Linked DNA regions of Sus scrofa: region 1 is linked to region 2. A link is a contact called in public Hi-C data. All regions are on one chromosome and are shown on one strand. Each heading gives the region's core, a stretch centred on a gene start, on an enhancer-like site or on the middle of the called end of the contact. The rest is flanking DNA. Distances are from core to core; before and after follow the strand shown. Region 1 holds the start of ARRB2 (beta-arrestin-2). Region 2 holds the start of SLC25A11 (mitochondrial 2-oxoglutarate/malate carrier protein).

Region 1 (4,569 bases), core at 1,770-4,269, 200 kb before region 2:
CCTGCGGCATATGGAGTTTCCCAGGCTAGGGATCGAATAGAAGCTACAGCTGCTGGCTTATGCCAGAGCCACAGCAATGCGGGATCCAAGCTGCGTCTACGACCTACACCACAACTCACAGCAATACCAGATCCTTAACCCACTGAGAGAGGTCAGGGATCAAACCCGCAACCTCATGGTTCCTAGTCGGATTAGTTAACCACTGAGCCACGGCGGGAACTCCTCTTAGTCTCTTTAAACTAAGGTATTGTGATCAAGGGTACAGATTCAGGAGCTAGACTGCTGGGTTCAAATGCCAGCTTTGCCTCTTGCTGGTTGTATGAACTTGCAAGTTACTTAACTCTGCCTCCATTTCTTTATCTATGAAATGGGGCTATCATAGAAACTTAACTTATAGGGTTGTTAAGATTAAATAAGTTAAATTTTTTTTTTTTGGTCTTTTATCTTTTTAGAGCCACACCCAGGGCATATGGAAGTTCCCAGGCTAGGGGTCGAATTGAAGCTACAGCTGCCGGCCTACACCACAGCCACAGCAATGCCAGATCCGAGCCTTGTCTGCAACCTACACCACAGCTCATGGCAATGCCAGATCCTTAACCCACTGAGCGAGGTCAGGGATTGAACCCGCAACCTCATGGTTCCTAGTGGGATTTGTATCTTCTGAGCCACAATGGGAACTCCGAGTTAATATTTTTTAAATTCTTGGGACAATGTTTGGCACATGGTAGATACTACCTGTAAAGTGTTACCTGTTATTTCAAGCCCTGGAGTTTGGTATCTTGGGAGCCTTTCCCTAACTTCCAAGATTAGAAATACTCTTCTATGCTTTCTCCTAATACTTTCCTAGTTTTATTCTGTGCATTTAGATCTTAAACCACTTACAATTTATTTGGGGAGTTCCTGTTGTGGCTCAGCGGATTAAGAACCCAACTAGTATCCTTGAGGATCCAGGTTCGATCCCTGGCCTCACTCAGTGGGTTAAGGATCTGGCGTTGCTGTGGCTGTGGTATAGGCTGGAGGTACTGCTCCTATTCCATCCCTAGCTTGGGAACTTCCATATGCCAGGGGTGCAGCCTTAAAAAAGACAAAAATGAAATAAAGAAACATATGAACTGAAGTTTCAAGGACATGAAGACTGAGCTTAGAAGATGGTGATGGAACCGGGAGTGGGGAAGTAGCAGTCGGTAAGGCCTGTATTTAAACCCTAAAGATGATCTCAGAAACTGTTTTGTTGTGCATATAACTTTGTTGCACAGAAAAGTGGAGGGAGAAGAGCGATGTTCGTTCATTTGGGGAAGATAGGGGAGTATGGGAAAAGAGATGGACAAAGGTGGATGTTTTAGCTCCTTACGTCCAAGGATGTCCATCATCCATCATTCTCCCCAAGTCTGCTCAATTTTGCCCTAGAAATGACTCTTCAGCCTGGCTCCCCCTTCTCCCTTCCACTCTGCTGTTCATCATCTCCCCTTGACTGGGTTTAGTCTACAGCAGTCTTGCCTCTCTGTCTCCAACCTCCACACCGCGCAGGATTATCTTCCTATAGGAGCAATCTTATACCACTCCTTGGCTTAAAAAAAAACAAAAAAACAAAAAAACAAAAAAACACAACAGGAGTTCCCGTCGTGGCGCAGTGGTTAACGAATCCGACTAGGAACCATGAGGTTGCGGTTTCGGTCCCTGCCCTTGCTCAGTGGGTTAACGATCCGGCATTGCCGTGAGCTGTGGTGTAGGTTGCAGACGCGGCTCGGATCCCGCGTTGCTGTGGCTCTGGCGTAGGCCGGTGGCTGCAGCTCCGATTCAACCCCTAGCCTGGGAACCTCCATATGCCGCAGGAGCGGCCCAAGAAATAGCAACAACAACAACAACAAAAAGACAAAAGACAAAAAAAAAAAAAAAAAAAAACAAAACCCACTACTGGATCGACCGCCCTCCTCCAGGAGAGGCGCCCCCCCATTGCCTGCTCTACAAAACCCTTCACACTCTGTTCCACTCATCCAACCCAGTCTTATCACCCCTGCCCTCTCACCCTACAAAAACCTCAAAACAGGATGTGCCTCGCCTTTCTCTCTCTTCAGAATACCCTTTCTCAATTTCCGCCCACCCTTCAGGAAGATTATCCTCAAATGCCCCCTCCTCTGGACAGCCTGCCCTCCCTCCATTCCTCCCCCAGGAAAGGGCTGAGAGTCGCTTTGTCTTCTGAGTCATATCTCTAGTAAAGCATTCCTGGGATCATAGTACCTGTTTATGTGTCTCCTCAACCATACGAGGAAGGCAGGGGCCATGTTAATTCATTTCTGGGTCCCCATCGCCTAGCTTAGTGATTAGCGCAAAATGGGCATAGATAGATGAAATAGATGCAAGCGTGCGTGAATGGATGTTCGCTTTGATGAATGGGTGGAAAAAGGTAGGAAAGTAGCCCTGCGAAGATCAAATACCGACACTAGGGGGAGCTGACACATCACGCTAAGGAAACAGGAGGGCGGGCCAAAGAAGGAAACAAGCTCTAGGGTGAGCGGGCGAGCGGCGCGCAATAAGCGAGCATCACGCAACTGGAACCTCTCGCCCACGTGTGGATCCCCTCATCCTCCCTGCCAGACTGCTAGAGCTCATCCACCGCCCCCACCACCCCCTTCGCCTCCGCCGTCGCTGAGAAAGCAAACAAAGGGGCGGGGACCCCTGCAGGGTCCGGAATGGATAAAGCCAATCAGAGGCTCTTATTTCCTGAAGGCGGGCGCCTTCGTTTGAGGGGACCCAATCAGTGCCTAAGCGGGCGCGGAGGGGTGGAGAGATGGGCGGGAAGAGCAGAGTGCAGGGACCGCGCGCGCCGGGGAGGGGGGGTCCCTCGGCCGGGGTGGAGATGGGGGGCGGAGGGCGGCTGGAGGAGCCAATCACAGCGAGTGCCTGTGAGGAGAGGGCGGGCAGTGCCGGGGCGCGCGCGATCCGGGCTGACGCATTTGGCCTAGGCTCCCCAGGATCCGACGGGGGGGGCGGGAAGGAGGGGAGAGGGGAGTGGAGAAAGAGCGGGGGCGCGCGTGCGCAGTGGCGCGGGGAGGAGCAGGGACCTGGCAGCGGGCTCTGAGGCTGCGAGCGAGCCGCGAACCGGGCGGGCGGCGGGCGCGCGCACCATGGGGGAGAAACCGGGGACCAGGTAAGAGAGGTGGGGCTACGCGGCGGGACGTGGGTGGCGGCTCCAGACGGGTACTGGGACGGTTCCCAGACAAGGACACCCGGGAGAAAATTCAGGGGCCGGACGCCTGGGTCCCTAGGGGGCAGCCATCCGGGGCCGCACGCCTAGGTCCTCGAGGATAATGAGGGCAACGCATGCCACAGACCCTGCAAGGGGATCTCTGAGGGGATCGGGAAACCCGTATCTGGGTTCTCGAAGGGATGTGGGGGCTGGACGACTGGCTTCTCCGATGCAGGCAGCGATGCAGGGGCGGAGGAAGGAGCAGGTGGCCGGCCCCAAGGGGACTGGTATGGGCAGGCTGGATGCCAGGAGGGGGATCCCCTTAGACTCGTGCTGAGCCACTGGAGAGCCTCCTGTCCACTACCCTCCAAGCAGTCGGGCTCCCCCAACCTGTCCCAAGGGCCGGGTGGCTCCGCTTACAAACTTCTGCCTTCCCCTGGGTTGCTAGGAGCAACAGCTTCATCTTGGGGCAGCAAAGTGCCTGGCGACCCTCCCCGATCTGAGCCTTACCCCTCTTCCTGGGGGTGAGGGGAGGCAGTGTCTGCCCTGGGCACGCCATCCACTCCCCGGATGTTTTCTGTGCAATCGAGGCTCCTTCCCTCCACTGACACCTCCAGTTCTCTTTTTTGGTCTCTAGCAAAATCCACTTCCTGTTGTGACCCAACACCCCCAAGGGGGCAGGGGGTGAATGCCTGAGTCCCTGGGGAGCAGGAGCAAAAGAGGAAAAAGATTGGGGCTCTTGGCTTCTATTCAGAGAGGAACAGGAATGGTGGCCTGGTTCTGAGCTGTCACTTATTCTGCAAAACACCCTATCAGCCCCACCAATAGAGTAGGAAAACATAGATCTCTGAGCACCAAGTCGACTGATCCTGGAGAGATGATCAGAGGGCCGATTGGCGTCCTGGATTAGGGGTTAAACACAGAGAAAGGGGAAGTTGCTGACTTGAGGGAGGCCCCAGATTTCCGTTATGTGGTTCAGGGAGGGGGAAGGATGGGACCAAAGGGGGACTGCTGACTTGGCACAATTCCTCCCACCCCCATCAAATTCTGGGCCACAGGAAATGGAGAGAATAGTAGGAAGTGTGAGGGGGCATCTGCTTCGGCTCCCCACCACCACCGGGGGGCATCTCTGGTCACCCACACTCTACCTTCTTGGTCAACCTCAGTGTACAAACGCTGTTCTTCCTCAGCGTGGCAGGAGGCTGGCTGGGTTCGGCTCCAAAGGTCAGGTGCCCTGCAGCTGCTTCAAGGCATTTACCCCACAGCCACACTCCAGTTGTCCAACGGATTGTGGCTGTCACCACCCTCTGCCAGGACTCCTAATTGGAAGAAAACACTGGGCTAAAGAGGAAAACCAGAAGCAAAGGGGAGGGAGAGCTGGA
Region 2 (4,895 bases), core at 1,903-4,402:
AAGCAGTCACCAGATCTCTGGGGATAACATGCGATGACCTGGGTGTCTGTTAGTTACATTCTAGGGCGAGTGGCTGGAAAGCAACACACGGGGTCTGGAGTTTTGAGTTTTTCTCACCAGTCAGCTGCTGCTGGCATGACTGCTTTACATAACATTTGCATAAAACCAGCGGGTGCTTTTTCTTTCATCGTTTTTCTTAAAAACTCCAGCTCCTTTCTGCGGGGGGCATGCTTCTTTGTCCAGTGTCCTCCCTCTCCTGCCCCCACAACTCTCCAGATTTGGGGGTGGTGTCATCAATCCAATTTATTAACCATGTCCTCAGGGAGGGGGCGGGAGGAAGGGCCGCGTCCTCCCGCTGCAGACCCTTGACCTTCCGGACAGCTTCTGGGCTCTCCGGTCCCCTCAACTCTGCCTCGGTTGCCTCACTGAGGGCGGCGGGGCAGGGGGCAGGGGCGGCACAGGTCGCCTGCTGTCCTCTGTGCCCTCAACTAATACCCAAGGGGAAGCCGGAAATCCGCGTGGAGCCTCCCAGCTCCCCCAAGGTACAGCCGGGGACAGAGATCATGACGATGGCGACAAGTTGGGCAGGGCAAGCTGGAGCAGGGGCAGGACACACCAAGGTCTTTACCGCAGAGGAGGGGACCACACGGTGGAGGGGTAATAAATAGAGGGGCCCAGGGCAGCAGAGTCTAGGCCCCCCGGGGGGGGCGCACTGACTGTAGAAGCAGCGGGCAAGTGGGAGCCCCCGGCACAGCGGCTCCGGGCCTCTGCTCCCGCCTCAGCCACTGAGGAAGAGACGCTTGTAGGCCTTGTTCATCTGCTCCAAGAAGATGAAGGTGAGGACGGTGTGGGGGCCCAGACGGGCATAGTACGGCGTAAAGCCCTTCCATAGGCTGAAGAAGCCCTCATAGCGGATGACCTTCACCAGCACATCCTAGACAGGCAGGCAGGCAGGCAGGGCGCTGGGGCTGGGACCTGGCCTCTGGGGCCCTGTCCCTCTCAGCCTGCCACCCCCACCGCCCTCCCAGGACAGCCCACCCTGCCACCCAAGCCCCAAGCCCTGCTTCCTCACCAGCCCGTTCTTGTATTCCGGCTTCCCGTCAATCGTTCGCATGTTCTGGATCCTGAAGGAGAGGACGCAGGGGCATGAGAGCCATAAAGAGGGGCCCTCCCGACCCCCTCGAGGCCCAGGTCTACGTACTCACCGGGTCTTGGCAATGTCCACAGGCATAGAGGCGGCAGTGGTGACCAGGCCACTGATCATGCTGGCACAGAAGTGGCACAGGATGTTGTCAGAGAAGTAGCCTGGGGGAGGCGGAGCAGGGGGTGGCGGTCAGCTGGGAGCTGGCTCAGGCCAGGCGGGGAGCTAAGGGTTTGGCTCTGAGTCTCACCTGAGTCCAGTAAAAACTGCTTGGACTGAGAGTAGGAGGCGAGCTGGGCGGCATTGACGACGACGGCCCGAGCCATGGTAGGGATGCAGCCCTGGGGTGGGGGTGGGGGGGTGGAGTCAGAAATGCCCAAGACCTGACCCCCACGCCCCCCAGGTCTCCAGCCCCTTCACTCACCCTCCATAGTGTGGGGACCCCTTCTTCCCGGACAATTCGAATCAAGGCGTCAAATACATTTTTGTAGCCCCGGCGCTGGTCAGGTGGAAGCCTGGCGGGAAGGCAGGAAGAGGCCAAATTCAGGAGAGACCACCCTGTCCCCACAGGAGCGAAGAAAAGGAGGCCAGAAGGCCGTGAACGGGTGAATGCTGTACTCCAGCTCTAGGATAAGAAATCAGGTCTTTCACTGGAGATTCTAGGGAACGGAGCTGGGGTCAGGCTCAAACCTGGAACTCACCGGCCATCAGCAGTCATGCGGATAAGAGCCACCTCAGCTGGCGTTCCCACAAAGGCACCAGTTGCGCCTGCAGTCATGCCAATCAGGGCCTTCAGCAGAAAGCCAGGGGGTGTACCGTCAGCCCCAGTCAGGCGCTCAAACAGCACGGTATAGATACCAAGGCGAGTGGTGGTATAGGTGGCCTGGCGAAGCAGGCCAGCTGACAGCCTGGGGAGCGAAAGGGTCAGTGCATCAAGCCAAGGTCTGGAGCTGCCAACCCACACCCTACCTCCCCCATCATCTGGCCCCAGTACCCTGTATAAATGCCCCTCAGGCCTTCCGCCCTCAGGATGCTCGTGAGGGCATGGAAGCTGGTTTTGTACTCTCGTGTCTTGGCTCCTTCTCCACTCAACTGCATCCGGTTCTTCACCAGGTCCAGGGGCTGTACAAAAACTGTTGCTCCCATCCTGGGGAAAGAAAGGGGTGGAGTCAAGTGCCAGGTGTTCCAGATCTACCAATGCCCCCTGGAACCTGGCAACAAGAGGTCACAAAGGGCAGGGTCTGCCATGTGACTGACCAAGTTTTAGGAGGCTGGCGGACATGTGTACAAGAGTCTCCACATGTACCAAGAGCAATAAGTCTGAAAAGTCCAGGGGTCCAGTAGGGGCCATGCAAGAAAAGTGCTCCATGCAGCTCCAAGGGTGTCAAGCAGGGATCCCAGGACTGCATGCAGTCGGACCCAAAGAAGAGAGGTGGGCACTTATGACCTGGGATCCCACGTTGTCCAGCAGGAGCCATGCAATGACCTGGAACCCCAAACAGCCCCTCAGAGCCAAGCAATGGGTTGGGAAACTCAGGCGGCCCGGCAGGAGCCGTGCATGCAGCCCAGAAGGGACCCTGCGATGGGTAAAAAGATCCTGGTAGCCCATCATGGATCTCGCACTACGACGGGGACCGCGCTGACCCCGTGCCGGCTCGGTTCACTCTAACAGATCCAAAGATGAGCCGGGCCTGGTTGCTTGCATCCGTCCTTTCCTCCTCCTGTCCCATCCCTGGGGCCTGAGCTTACCCGGCCAGGCCCCCAAACAGGAACTTGACCGACTTAGGGGAGGTACGGGGCTTCGCGTCCATCCCACCGGCCCCGGGACTCGCCGTCGCCGCCATCGCCACTCAATGGCCCTCGGCTCCCGGTCCCGTGCGCGCGCGGCCCCGCTCGCGCCCAAGGTGACACTGCGCGCGCAACAGGGGCGAGGGCGCGCGCGCACACCCCTCCGGCTCTCAGGTCCAGCGCTAGCTGGAAGTTGGCGCAGGCGCGAGCGCAAGGGCAGCCGGGAGTAAGGCGGAGCTGAAGGAGGAGCTTCCAGAATGGGTGCGGGAAGGGGTGTGGCTGATTTAGGAAGCCAGAGCATAGGTGCAATTTTTATCGAATTGGAGTCGCGGGAACACAGAGAAGAGGGTTTCTGAAGATCTCGCGAGATCTCGTGAGCTTAGACTAGCCCGAGTTAGGCAGTCCCTCGCGGTAGGTACGGGAAGCTCTCAGCAGGTGGGAGGGATGTGTGTGGGAGAACTCTCGCGAGACGTGAAGATACGGCGGCGGCAGTGGCGGCGGCCAGAGGGAGGCGGAGAGGTTTGTAAGCCAGCCAGTTGCAGGATCCTGGGCACTAGAGGGGAAACAACCAAGCTGTTGCCTGGGGCTTCGGTGCTCCTTTCGTCTGTACAGGCACTCCTCTCACCTCTAATCTTTTCTTTTAACCGGACTTTTAGGACCGGAAGTCCTTCGTCTGGAGCGTCCAATGCTGGAAGCGGCCTGACCTTCTTTGCCGGAAACCCTCTTACAGGGAATGGGAATACGGCCCACCTGGCCGGAAGTCCCACCTCCGTGATCTCCCCCCACCCTTCCAGAAGTTTTTCTGTCACCTGGGCTTGCTTCTGTTCCTTTCCCCCGTTTTATTCCTATACCAGAAAAGGGTATTTTTAGTGTCGCCTTCCCGGCTCCACTAAGGGGGTTGGCTATCTCACTCCCCGAGTCGGGGGTCCTTCCCCTCGTCCCCATGTAGCTGAGAAGGGGGACCTGGGGGTGGTTGGACCCCTGGGACCCTGAGGAAGGGCCAGAGAGGGCGCAGAACTCCGCTTCTGCTCCTGCTATCGGGACGCGGCCTCCTCCGCCTCTCCCCTCCCGCTGCCATGCACCCTGCGGCCTTCCCGCTTCCTGTGGTTGTGGCCACTGTGCTGTGGGGAGTGGCCCCCAGCCAGGGGCTTATTCGAGCGGTGAGTCTGAGGGGCAGATGGGGGAAGGGCGCTGAAGGGGAGAGGTTGCAGGCTAAAGGAGAGACATGGACTCTTGCCGCAGATCTCGGACCACAATGCCAGCATGGACTTTGCAGACCTCCCAGCTCTCTTTGGGGCTGCCTTGAGCCAGGAGGGACTTCAGGTGATTTTCTTCCCTTTTTCCTGTTTCCCAAAATTTTCCCTCTTGGATGATTGAAGCTGGAGGTAGAAGAGTCAAGTTAGGAACTTAGCGCAAGAGCACATCTGGCCTGGTGGAATCCAGAATCGGAGGGAGGAGACAAAGTCTACTCCTAGAACTCTGAGCCTTATGAAGGAGACTGAAAGTGGACCAAGATAAAAGGCACCAGGGGTGGTGCTTATCAGTAGGGTCTCTAGAGCCAGTTATTGGTTTTTATGACCTTGGACAAGTTAATTATCTCTCTGGGCCTTAGTTTGTTTTACTGTAAAGATGGAATAACAGTAAAAGTTACCACAGGATTATTGTGAGAATTAAATTAGGTAAGCAGCTTTGTAGTACTTCACAAAGACTGCCACATAGCAAGAACTCAGTTGGGCCATAGATACCAGTATAGTTGTTTCCAAGATGGGTAATTGGAAAGTGAAGAGGGTGTTAAAAAAACAAAATTCAACTGAGTGAATTTTAAAGCTTTTACTGGCTTGTATTCAACGACCCCATGGATTGAGCAGTATCCCACCTAGCAGACAGAAAGGATCTCTGAAGAACTATACAAAACTAAAGACTTAGGGGCAGAAGCGGGTGGGACAGGAAAGTTATGCTGGCAAAA

What was found. Hi-C and Micro-C count contacts between places; a contact is called where the count stands out from the background.
Region 1: a Hi-C map of skeletal muscle shows a contact between it and region 2, with 6 times the contacts expected there. The contact joins the promoter of ARRB2 here to the promoter of SLC25A11 in region 2. A contact is called at or near these places in 2 of 5 promoter capture datasets (fetal liver and fetal skeletal muscle), 4 of 47 Hi-C or Micro-C datasets (embryonic fibroblasts, heart right ventricle, liver and 1 more) and 2 of 2 datasets of contacts at active chromatin or transcription factors (alveolar macrophages and skeletal muscle).

The regions. Positions count from the first base shown.
Region 1 is chr12:52,168,812-52,173,380 of Sscrofa11.1, reverse strand. It overlaps ARRB2 (beta-arrestin-2), which reads left to right and starts at 3,019. Exons shown (of 14, transcript XM_021067791.1): 1 at 3,019-3,148. The coding sequence starts at 3,126.
Region 2 is chr12:51,969,051-51,973,945 of Sscrofa11.1, reverse strand. SLC25A11 (mitochondrial 2-oxoglutarate/malate carrier protein) reads right to left here and starts at 3,152. Exons shown (of 8, transcript XM_021067766.1): 1 at 2,891-3,152; 2 at 2,136-2,288; 3 at 1,843-2,049; 4 at 1,566-1,656; 5 at 1,392-1,482; 6 at 1,206-1,305; 7 at 1,073-1,124; 8 at 278-934. The coding sequence starts at 2,985. The coding sequence ends at 779. RNF167 (E3 ubiquitin-protein ligase RNF167) reads left to right here and starts at 3,135. Exons shown (of 10, transcript XM_003131906.4): 1 at 3,135-3,448; 2 at 3,586-4,089; 3 at 4,172-4,252. The coding sequence starts at 4,006.